2 separate regions of the Gossypium hirsutum genome follow, and region 1 is linked to region 2. The links are chromatin contacts, called in public Hi-C maps. All regions are on one chromosome and are shown on one strand. The core of a region is the stretch at or near the end of the contact, and the rest is flanking DNA. Distances in the headings are between cores, read along the strand shown.

What was found. A called contact is a pair of places that touch in the nucleus more often than the background predicts.
Region 1: a contact with region 2 is called in a Hi-C map of leaf, with 4 times the contacts expected there. The contact joins the enhancer-like site here to the promoter of LOC107892057 in region 2. A contact is called at or near these places in 6 of 34 Hi-C or Micro-C datasets (callus and leaf).

Annotation. Positions count from the first base shown.
Region 1 is chrD09:15,653,537-15,658,922 of Gossypium_hirsutum_v2.1, forward strand. No RefSeq gene overlaps it. Among protein-coding and RNA genes, the nearest start is that of LOC107892687, 25 kb to the right of the region's middle. Within about 2 kb of position 1,830, at least 2 of the 9 cell types and tissues checked have an H3K27ac peak or open chromatin away from gene starts, as enhancers often do. A contact at or near this core is called in leaf, where this site is marked.
Region 2 is chrD09:15,161,401-15,166,777 of Gossypium_hirsutum_v2.1, forward strand. It overlaps LOC107892057 (zinc finger CCCH domain-containing protein 48), which reads right to left and starts at 1,781. Exons shown (of 9, transcript XM_016817028.2): 1 at 901-1,781; 2 at 446-541. The coding sequence starts at 1,347.

The DNA of each region.
Region 1 (5,386 bases), core at 580-3,079, 490 kb after region 2:
CTATGTACTCTTGAGACATGTTAAATCTTAGTGAAATATAATTTTATGAGAACATTTGTAAGGCGTATACACCAAACTGTTTTAAATTATATTTAATTGTCAATGATGCACATGAAACTTTTGTATGGGAAATAATGCACTTTGCGTTTTATATAATCTCATCGACTTTTATAAGGCTTCTGTTAGATGTTTGTTTAAACTATGTTTTATTTTACTTGGTGTAATACAACGAGTGTTATAACACTCACCTCTAAATTCTCCCTTTAAGAATGTAGACTATAAAAACTTGAGGTTTACACTTCAATTACACTCATAAAAATGGTTCCACAATGAAAAAATAAAGCGCTCTCAGTATGCTATCATCTAAAACCTATACAAACCTCATAATATATATGTCTCTCAACTTGCTAACATACTAATAATTAAATACAAAGCAACCCTAAAAATTGGTAACTAAAAAATAGAAAAATTAATATACTAATAAAATCCAAAATGAAAAACACAATCAGATGGAAATTCAATATTTTAGGAAAACAATAACTTGATCCCAAATGATTCTCCATAATTCAAGGGTTGTAATTGTTCAATTCAATCAACTACAATCCAATCTTCATAGGTAACAGATTGGTTTACATTTATGTGTTTCCATATTTTGAAAATATCCACTAACTCAACAACCCAAAGATTTTGTTTCAATATATTGCCAACCCCAAATATAACTAGTTTCACTCTACTATCATAGTGATGGGTAGTAGTGGACATTGTCAAATACCACTTAAATCATTTCTTCACAACTTACCTCAACAGTAGACGCATGAATAAAATCATTTAATACTTTACTCAAAATAAGAATTAAAAAATAATTTTTAAATTGTAAACATTTTATCATATGTCAATCTTGAATAAATTCAATAATAAATATTCAAACTAATGTCTTTAAATATATTATTTAATAAAAATAAAAATTTTCTCTCCATATACATTTATAAAAATACATATATAATATTAAAAAAAACACAAGCATAAATATACAAATTTTATCTCTTACCTTTCTTTTTCTTCTCTCTATTTTCGGTTTAATAAATGACTTTAGAACACTTGTACCAAATTCATTTATTTCATAACTTTTACTTTGGTCTATATATAATTTTTTATTATATATATATATATTACAGTCACAACTTGCATTATATTTAAAGTAGATTGAATGAGATTACATTTGAAAAAAGTAGATGCTATTATTTCTATCAATGAAATTAACCATCAAGTTCAAACTTTACATATTTTTAAAATTAAATCAATTATAAATGTCATTTGAGTGTTGTAAGGTACCTAAATTCAAGATAAAAAAACCAAAAAGAGATTTCTAGTCTATTCCTCTTGATATATATCATTCAAAAGAAAAATCAAATGGAACACTGATTACTGATATTTGGTTAGGTCACCAGCAATTACATTTACATTAGGTATGTAACACTACAAGATTACAAGGAATGTAACATTCCAAGTGATAACTACAAATAAAATCCCACTCTCTTTGTTAAAAGGAAAAAAAAACCCACACACTCTCACGCATTGCTATTTGTTTAAAAGCAAAGTAGCATTTTAGAGATGAATAACCAAGAATGGAGTTATTTTCAGAGGATGGACCACCGCCAAAATAGACCAGAAAGAAAAAGGAAAAAGAAACCGGATAGATATGTAGATAAGTAGATACTACGGGGATAATGGCAACAATAGAGATAGTGGCGCCCTCTTGTGGAGACAAGCGCCTAATGAAAGCGAAGCATTAGGCTCGGACGCTCACAAACCAAAGGTGGCTTTTTGCAACCCGGGAGCTTGGGCTTGGATCCATCATCATGCATGCATTTTCGAGACAGCTTGGTGACCCCAAGTGGACTACGATTCCGTGTCAACTTGGAACACCCTTAAAGTAGAGAAATACACTTTTAAAAAAAAGTAGTTAAAAAAGACAAATTTATACTATTTGGATTAATCTCAATTTCCACATTAAACAAATTGTTCCCCTTCAAAAAAATCAAATTAATTTAATATATTCATTTTAAAAATAAGAAATTAAGAATAATTAATTATAATATTAATGTTTTTCATCAATTTTACATAAATTTGATTAATATAATAACAAATTTAGCTCTCATAATTTATATATTCTATTAATTTAATCATGATTTAACAAATTCAATCTACAATATTTTTTTATAAATGTATAAATGTTGAGGTTAAATTTATTAATTTTTTTATAATTAAGATCAAATTAACAAAATATGTACACATCGAAAATTAAAATTATCATTATAACAATCAAAATTTTGCACAATAAACAAAAATATATTAATGTTATGATGAATTTTTGTTAATTTTTTACTTTTAAAATTGATAGAGATTAAATTGTAAAATTGAGAAGAATATTGAAAAAGAAAATTTAACAATTTGATTACTGATAACGTTTTGTTGGTGCTATTCACTAAGCTTTCTTAAATTTTGTTAAGAAATTTGGCACATACGTTTAAACATCCAATTTAAAGGTAATGGACAATCAACTGAAAAAAAGGGTAATGGGCAATCAATTAAAACTTAATTTGAATACAACACAATTCATCAAACTTCATGTAACAAGTTAAACATGGATTCTTTTCTCAAATTATGTGACGTTTCAAACCAAAATTTTACCAAGTAATTCACATGCTCAATCTTTAAACACGTCATTCTTAGCCAAGGATAACATCAGTAAAGCCATGATTGCAATCTTCGAGGTAATTACGGAAAGTGTATCTCATAAGCCTACAAAAAGTACCACAGAAGAATGGTTTTCCTCTTTGAAATCGGGATAAGCCTCTCTGTCATTCACCGTTCAAAATTTTCCTACATCAAACTTGATTTAACATTTATTTTTTAAGTATTTTATATGCTGGTGGATCCATGACAGACATTTAGCTTTTGACATGGATGGTAGTTAAAGTTCGATCATTAATTAAATTGATTAAGGTAAGAAAATCTTATAAAAGATCACTTTAATAGTATTAGGTTTAAAGCTTAGTTGGGCCATATTTCACTCAATTCAAGGGTTCGTTTTTCATTGAGCAAAATCTTATTAACTTATTATCTATATTATTTTTACTATCACCCTTAATTAATTATCAACTCAATTATTAAATTATATAAATTTTAATAAAGTAATAAATGTTAATTTAACAGTATTGTTTTTATAAAAATATAGAAAAGAATCATACTTGTAATAACATTTTAACCCAAGACACCAAATATATACTCTCCTAATTTTGACACTTTAATTAAAGTAATAATTAATTTTTATATGAATTCTTAATAAATATATTATATAATTATTTTTATTCATATAATGGGTATGCCATAATCTTATTGATAGTGTTATCGTTTAAATTAGTGTCACAAATTAACTCGATACCAATTTAAGAAAAAAAAACAATGCTATAATAAAAAATTGGAATACATTTAATATTCTTTATACGATGTATAGTGACAGAACCAAAGGGGTTGGCAGGGCCCTAACCCCTCTAAAAAGGAAAAATTTCTATTTAGACCTTTTATAATTTATAAAATTTTAAATTAATAATGGCAAAATTGCACTTTAGCCCCAAAAATAATAAAAACTTGATTTAATCCTCTCAAAATTATAAATATAGACACTATTAAAATGGTGAAATTACATTTTTACTATCGTAAAAATATACAATTTAATTCCGCCCCTAAAAAAATTTTCTAACTCCACCACTAATGATATATTTATCTATTTAAATTTTCTTTTACTCAAAATTTAAACTAATTTTATTTTAATTTCATACATATTATATATGTATTATTCATTTCAAATCTTACATTCCATTATTTATTGTATATTATTTTATAAAAACACTCATACATTTTAAATATATAATTTTCATTTGGGAATACACTTATTATAACTGGATGCACTTATTAATTGTATCACAATGAAACTATTTTTTTCTCTTTTAACTACTTTCGGTTTCAATTTTGTAATAGTGTGATATACCTTAACGATTATACGAAACAATCATCAAATACCTTTTTTATTATAAAATAACGAAATCGATTACAAATTAATAAGTAACATTTGAAGTTGAAGATAAAGACTTTACATCTAAACGAATTTGATCAATAACATTAACTAGGGAACTTGAAATACTCGTGGACCGAATGAGAAATCCTTCATTAAGCATGCGAGTATAACTACAAGGAAATTAGAATCAAACCGGGAAGAGCGCCTAAAAAGGAAATCCTTCATTATAGTTTAAGAAACATGTTATGGGCCTTTTCTTTTTTTCTTTCTTTTAAATTCTCATGGGCTTATTAAGCTACCAAGAAGTCTAGGAAAAAGAGATCAAGGGCCCAAACGAAATTGAACAATCAAGAAAACGAGTGAATGGGGCCTTTCCCCAACTATAGAAGGTGGGCATTTCACCTTTTCTGTGATTTAGCCCAATTTGATGCAGTTCATGTTCCAACTTCTATTCTCATACTGTTAATTTATACTAAGTTATAAAGATGAAAATTTCACTGGTTTATTATGAAAAATATTTACAAATTGGATTCAATACTCGATGTTGAAACTAATTTTTAAATTTGAAAAAATAGGGATCGACTTTGAAAATAAAATGGGAGTCGCCACCGATCTTTTATTGAGGTATGATCGGTTCACCATTTAAAAATGATTTTGGTCTGCGAAATTTGAGAAAACAAGTTCGGGAGTCGGTTACGTACGAGGTAGGATTAGCACCCTCGTAACGCCCAAAATTGGTACCTAGTCGATTAGTTAATGTCTTAATGTTGAAAATTAAAAACTTTGAAGAATTTTTTAAAAAAATACGATCATTGTATTAAAATGTTGATTTTTTTTTAGAAAAGAAGCATATTTCACGTTAATCGAGAAAAAAAGCATCATATCCAGTAAGTTAGGACACAATGTCTCGAATTCCCGATACGCGAATGAATGCTAAAAATTTGCTTTTTTAAAAGATATTTAGTTATTTCAGATTTAAAAAGGATCACGACCAGTAAGTTAGGGTACGATCTTTTTTAATTCCCGAGATCGTTTAAAACTTGAGTTTGGAAATATTCACGTATTTAGATTCATTGTGAAAATCGAAAACCAGTAAGTTAGGGCACGACTTTCTCAAATCTAAATGCAAAATACTGCCTTTATTAATTTTTAGAAAAAAAATCCTCATCTCGGGAAAACAACGTGTCATATCCAACTCGTTAGGACACAACATATTGAATTCCTGATAATGAGCCTTTTATCATTTTTAAAGAAGTAATCTCGATTATTTAGATTCAACAAAGAAAATTGGAACCCAATACGTTAGGG
Region 2 (5,377 bases), core at 531-3,030:
GGATTTACTTAAACAAAAACTGCCAACAAACACTACAACAAGAAGACTACTGAAAGTAACTTCCAGCTAAAAGTGACTCTCGTTTTACTTTCACGGTACAAAGAAATAGAAGGTACTCTTCGTGACCCTTGGGTATTTAGCAACAAAGAAACATAAATAGTCTGTCTTGAAGTATCTTATTATTCACATGGACACTTATAAAAAGTAATTCATCTAGGTACCTTTTCTTTAATAATTTGATCACACAGGACAGGATAAAATAAAATAAAAAAATCTCAGAACAGTTTTAAGGAGATTCCTGTTCTTGGAAATTGATTAAAGTCTCATGAATAATCAAGTTTGAAGACAAACATAAAATTCCCATCTTTTCATTCCAAGAAGCAGAAGACTAACTAAAACTGCCATAGAGAGAGAGAGGGAGAGAGAGAGAGAGAGAGAATCACACCTGACCAGTGTTGGTATCCCAAGCCCTCACAGTCTCATCTTTACTCCCAGTATAGAGCTTATCCATACCTGCCGGTAATGCAATTCCGGTAACAACCTGCGCAGAAAACAAACCCATCATCATACACTGCTAAGAATATGTTATGTGCCTAACAACATGATAAAGACTTGAATCCCTCATCCAAAGTATGAGATGTTATGCTTTCCCACCCTAACACTTAGCTTTTCCGTGTGGTTCCCCACAGGTTTATATCAATTGGCATCAGAGTCATTCACCATAAGTATTTGTGGCAATCGTGAGGCTTGATTCCACATGGAAAGCATGTTATTTTCTAGTGAGATTCATATGAATGCAGACTCTACCCACCTAATAGCTAGCTTTTGCAGTGAGGTACTTCAAAAGTTCATACCAAAATTAACAGCATAAAAGAAAAAAGAGAAGGCAAATACACTTACTTTCTGGTGTCCATCAAGGTGATTCAACAAGGTAAAGCATTCCCCTAAACTCCAGGAATGTAAAAACCTACACTTGTCTCCGTAACTACAGTTCCCTTGCACCCAATAATTACACACTTTCTCCGTTTTCCGAACCACCTTATTAGCCCCCATTCTCCCCCAACTATTGTTATGATTATTATTGAAGTTGGGGCCTCGTCGTAGGGCCGGACCCGAAAACCCAGAATCATCGGCGAAACGTTTGGGGGCACCGGATCCATTAGAGGTAGCGGCGGCGGGGCCAGAAGGATGAGGCAGTTCACGGTGCAAGAAAGGGCATGGGAAACGGGAGCACTTACCGGCCCTCCAATGATAACAAACTTTCTGGTTTTTTGAGGAGTCGGGTGAGGCAGCTGAAGAACCTCCGAGTCGGTTAAAAACGCGCCTGTTGCCGCCGTCTAAATCCATAATCCCCAATTTTTGTATCGGTAACAGAAGATAGATGGAAGAAGCTTCGGATTAAGCGTCTGGGAATTCTTGGAGCGAAAGAATCCGATCATGAAAGAGACCGCTGAAACCCTAATTGATTATGCAATAACGCAAAAAAAAAATTTCTTCAAAAACAGAAAAAGGAGGAGGATGGTTGAGTGCTGCGGTGACCGTTGCCGCTGGAGAGAAGGTGGAGAATGGCTGAGAAAGGAAAACTAGACAAGATCGCGTCAGCTTTACGTTAAATAAATCGGTAAGTGAGATTATATAATCCATCTAGTTTTGCATTGCTCCTTAAATTGTTTTTGGGCCAAAAAGCATCTTGAGTAAAAACTAAAATTTTTTAGTTCTGATTTTAAATAAAAAAAATTGCAAAGCTTTTTTTTTTCCTTCGGAAGTCCTTTCAAAAAGCTTAAAAACATAGTGTTTGTTAAAAGCAATATTTATTAATATGGTATCTCGAATTGTTTATTTTAGGGTAAATTATAAAAATAATTATTTTTGTTTGGTTCAGATTATATTTTAGTCATTTATATTTGAAATGTTATATTTTTGTTACTTATGCTATCGTTTTATTATGAAGTAGTCACTTTATCGTTAAGTTCTATTACTTTCCTAACGACAATCTTACGTGGCAGTCTAAATGAATTTTAAATGCCAATTCGGATGTTCAACTGGGATGAGAACAGTTTTTCAATCAAAATGGAAAACAAAACTAAAATAAAAAGGATATAAACTTTTCTTTTCCAATTCAATGTGTAATTAATTTAAAAACTTGAATTAATTAAATTTATTTAATTAAAAACCTATCTCATCCTAGTTGGACATCTAAGTTGACAGTTAAAACTCATTTGAATTGCCACGTAGGATTGTCGTTAGGGAGGTAACGAAGTTTTAACGGCAGAGTAACTACTTTGTAATAAAACGATAACGTAAATGACTAAAATGTAACATTTCAAACATAAGTGACTAAAATGTAATATAAAGTAAACAAAAGTGGCTATTTGTGTAGTTTATCCTTTAATTTATAATATTTATTAATTTGGTATGATATCGAAAAAAATAAAATAATAATTGTCTTGAGATAAGAAATCCTCCGTAACATGATAAATTGAATCATTCTGTATTAAAATTATTTGTTTTTTTATACAATAGCTGAATTTATCTATAATTTTTTCCCAACTTTTAAATAGGAGGATAAACATGCTTCAGCATGCTCAAACCCGCATCCTCCTGCACAAACAATAATACCGATGCAAACCGAGTTAAAACTCAATTGGCATTAAAATTATTTATTTTTATACATTATCCCCACAATATATATTAGAGATTGTTTTAATAAATTGAATTTGAAGAAATGTTAACTATTGGGTTTGTCATGTGTCGTTCTAGTAAGTATGCCACAAATATGGACATCATTTTTCGATGCAATCTGAGTTAAAACTCAATCGAAATTAAAATTATTTATTTAGAAAATACAATAACTTTCTTGTTTTAGTCCCTAATAAATAATAAATTAAAATTATTTATTTAGAATTTTGTTTTTAATTTTATTTATTTATTTACTTACATTATTTTTGGTAAATTACAATAATAAGGTAAAGCCCGAACAACAAATGCGCCTAGCGCAACTTGAACCCAAATCACATCTGGAGCGGTGAATACCTTGACCATCAAGTCATCACATGATGTTTTTATTTAATTGCATTTTAAACGGAATTATTATATCCTTCAATGATATTTCACTGAAATTTTTAAAATTACATGCAGGTTTAACTAAAGACAAAAAGGGATTTCATTATGTAAATTTCATGTTTAATTTAATTGATGTGAAATGAAAATTTAAATTTTATTGTTGATTATCCATAATATTAAACTATTACCATTTATAAATAGTTGAGATTTAAAAAAAACATATTATTTAGAAATGAACAAAAATAAATGTCAACATTAAAATTTAAGGAATGCCAATGTTTATGTTAGGTTCCAAAATTATTGGAAGATATTTATAATTTTACTCCATATAAATGTTAGGTTCCAAAATTATGGGAAGATATTTGCAATTTTTATGAAAAAAAAGGTAATTGTAGAGTATTTAAGTATATTCTCTGCATATATTATTTTGTTACCATATATTTAGATAGAATGTTTATAAAACAAAGGTACAATTTAGGGTAGTGCAAAGTTGATAGAAAAGGTAAATATAAAATATTTAAAATTAATCTTTAATTTTCACCGAAAAAAATCAATCTTTAATTAATATAGTATTTTGGTACCATATAGGGGTGAGCATTCAATCGAATAGAGTAAAAAAAATTTGAATTAATCGAGTTGAAAAGTCTTATTTTATCATCCTAACTCGATTTGAAAATTTTTTCGAATCAAGTAAAATTTTTCGAGTTAAATTAAAAAAGTAAACATGTCAAATTAAATCTTGTTACAATATAATTATTCTCATGTTATAGCACATAAATTTGAAAAATAAGATACTTTAGTATGATAAACTCAAATCATTAATTAACTCATTTAGATCTCAAAATTATTATTTAAGAAAATTTTTAAAATTCTAACTTTATTTAGAATTTTTAAAAATATATATAAATTTTTGTAATTTTTATAAATATTTTGAATTTTAAAAATTATTTTGAATTCTTTGTTGAGAGAGAGACCAGTTTGCTTATTTTTAAAATTGGCAAGGACCAAAAGAGTATTTACACCAATCTATTATTTGAATTATTCGGATTGTAAAATTCAACTCGACTCGAACTCGAAACTCGAATTACTTATTCGAATTAATTCGATTAACTCGAAATTTAAATTTTTTTTTGAGTTTTGCTCACCCTAGTACCATATATTTAGAAAATTAAATTTTAAATTGTAGTGGATAATTATATTGCGGGAAAAAAACTTTGTGAAAAAGTTACATTAAGAATATTATAATTTACTACTTTAAAATAATTTTGTTCTTACAAAGTATAAATTTTATGTCCTACTTTCTTAGATATCCAACGCTATATAAGTTTTAGGTTCCGTAAAATTATATTATTAATTAGATAATTACATACTAAATCATTTATTCTGTGTAATTATATTCAAAGTATACAATTAAAGTTGACAACTATCTTGTCACATGTCAAAGATTTATGGTGACAAATGACCTGAATAAATTATATACTATTTTTAACATTATTTTAATTTTATATATAATAATTTATTAATTAAAATTATTTTCTTAACTTCAATTATTACAACCTCGTATTTTTAGTTAAAGAACATCAATTAAGGCATTTCTTTCTCTAATTTTCCCTTGGTTTTCATAGCCATGATGAGTCCCTTTTTATTCACTTGTGCGTTGATAAGCTTGAAAAGAAAATATTTTCGTCATGATGCTAGTAATACTTTTATTTGACAAAAGCATTTGGTTTAATTCCGATAACACCTTCTTTTATGAAACAACGAAATTCAATGGTATTTTCCTAGCTTCTTAGACCCTATAATTCCATGTTTCCAGCTAATCATCTTTGCTATATTATTCTTAGTATTGTCTAGGAAATAAACTTTGGTTTTTTTTTTTTAGAATTAACCTTGTGCTTAACACATTCACACTTCACATTCACAAATGTAACAACGGTTAATGTGCTAAAAAGAGTGTTGAAATTAAGCCAAGTGTGTATTTAAAATTCATCCTTACTTGTTAACAACCTCTTAACTTAATGACAAGAGCATTATGTTGTAGGCATGAAAATTTGAATTCAATCCTAAGTAACTCCATTCTCCTCTGTCAATTATCAAAATTTGTGCTTATTTGACATTTATTTATTTGATATTAGTCTTATATCAGTGAAGTTTGAAAACTTAATAGAGTTATCAATGGAACTTATCAATTTGTGATCGACAAAATCTGAAATTGCTTAAATGGATGGGATGCCAACTTCTTACAGGTCTACTTTCGACAAGGTATTTATAAATTTGGGATAATTTTTATTACCAAAATTTAGTAAAAACAAAG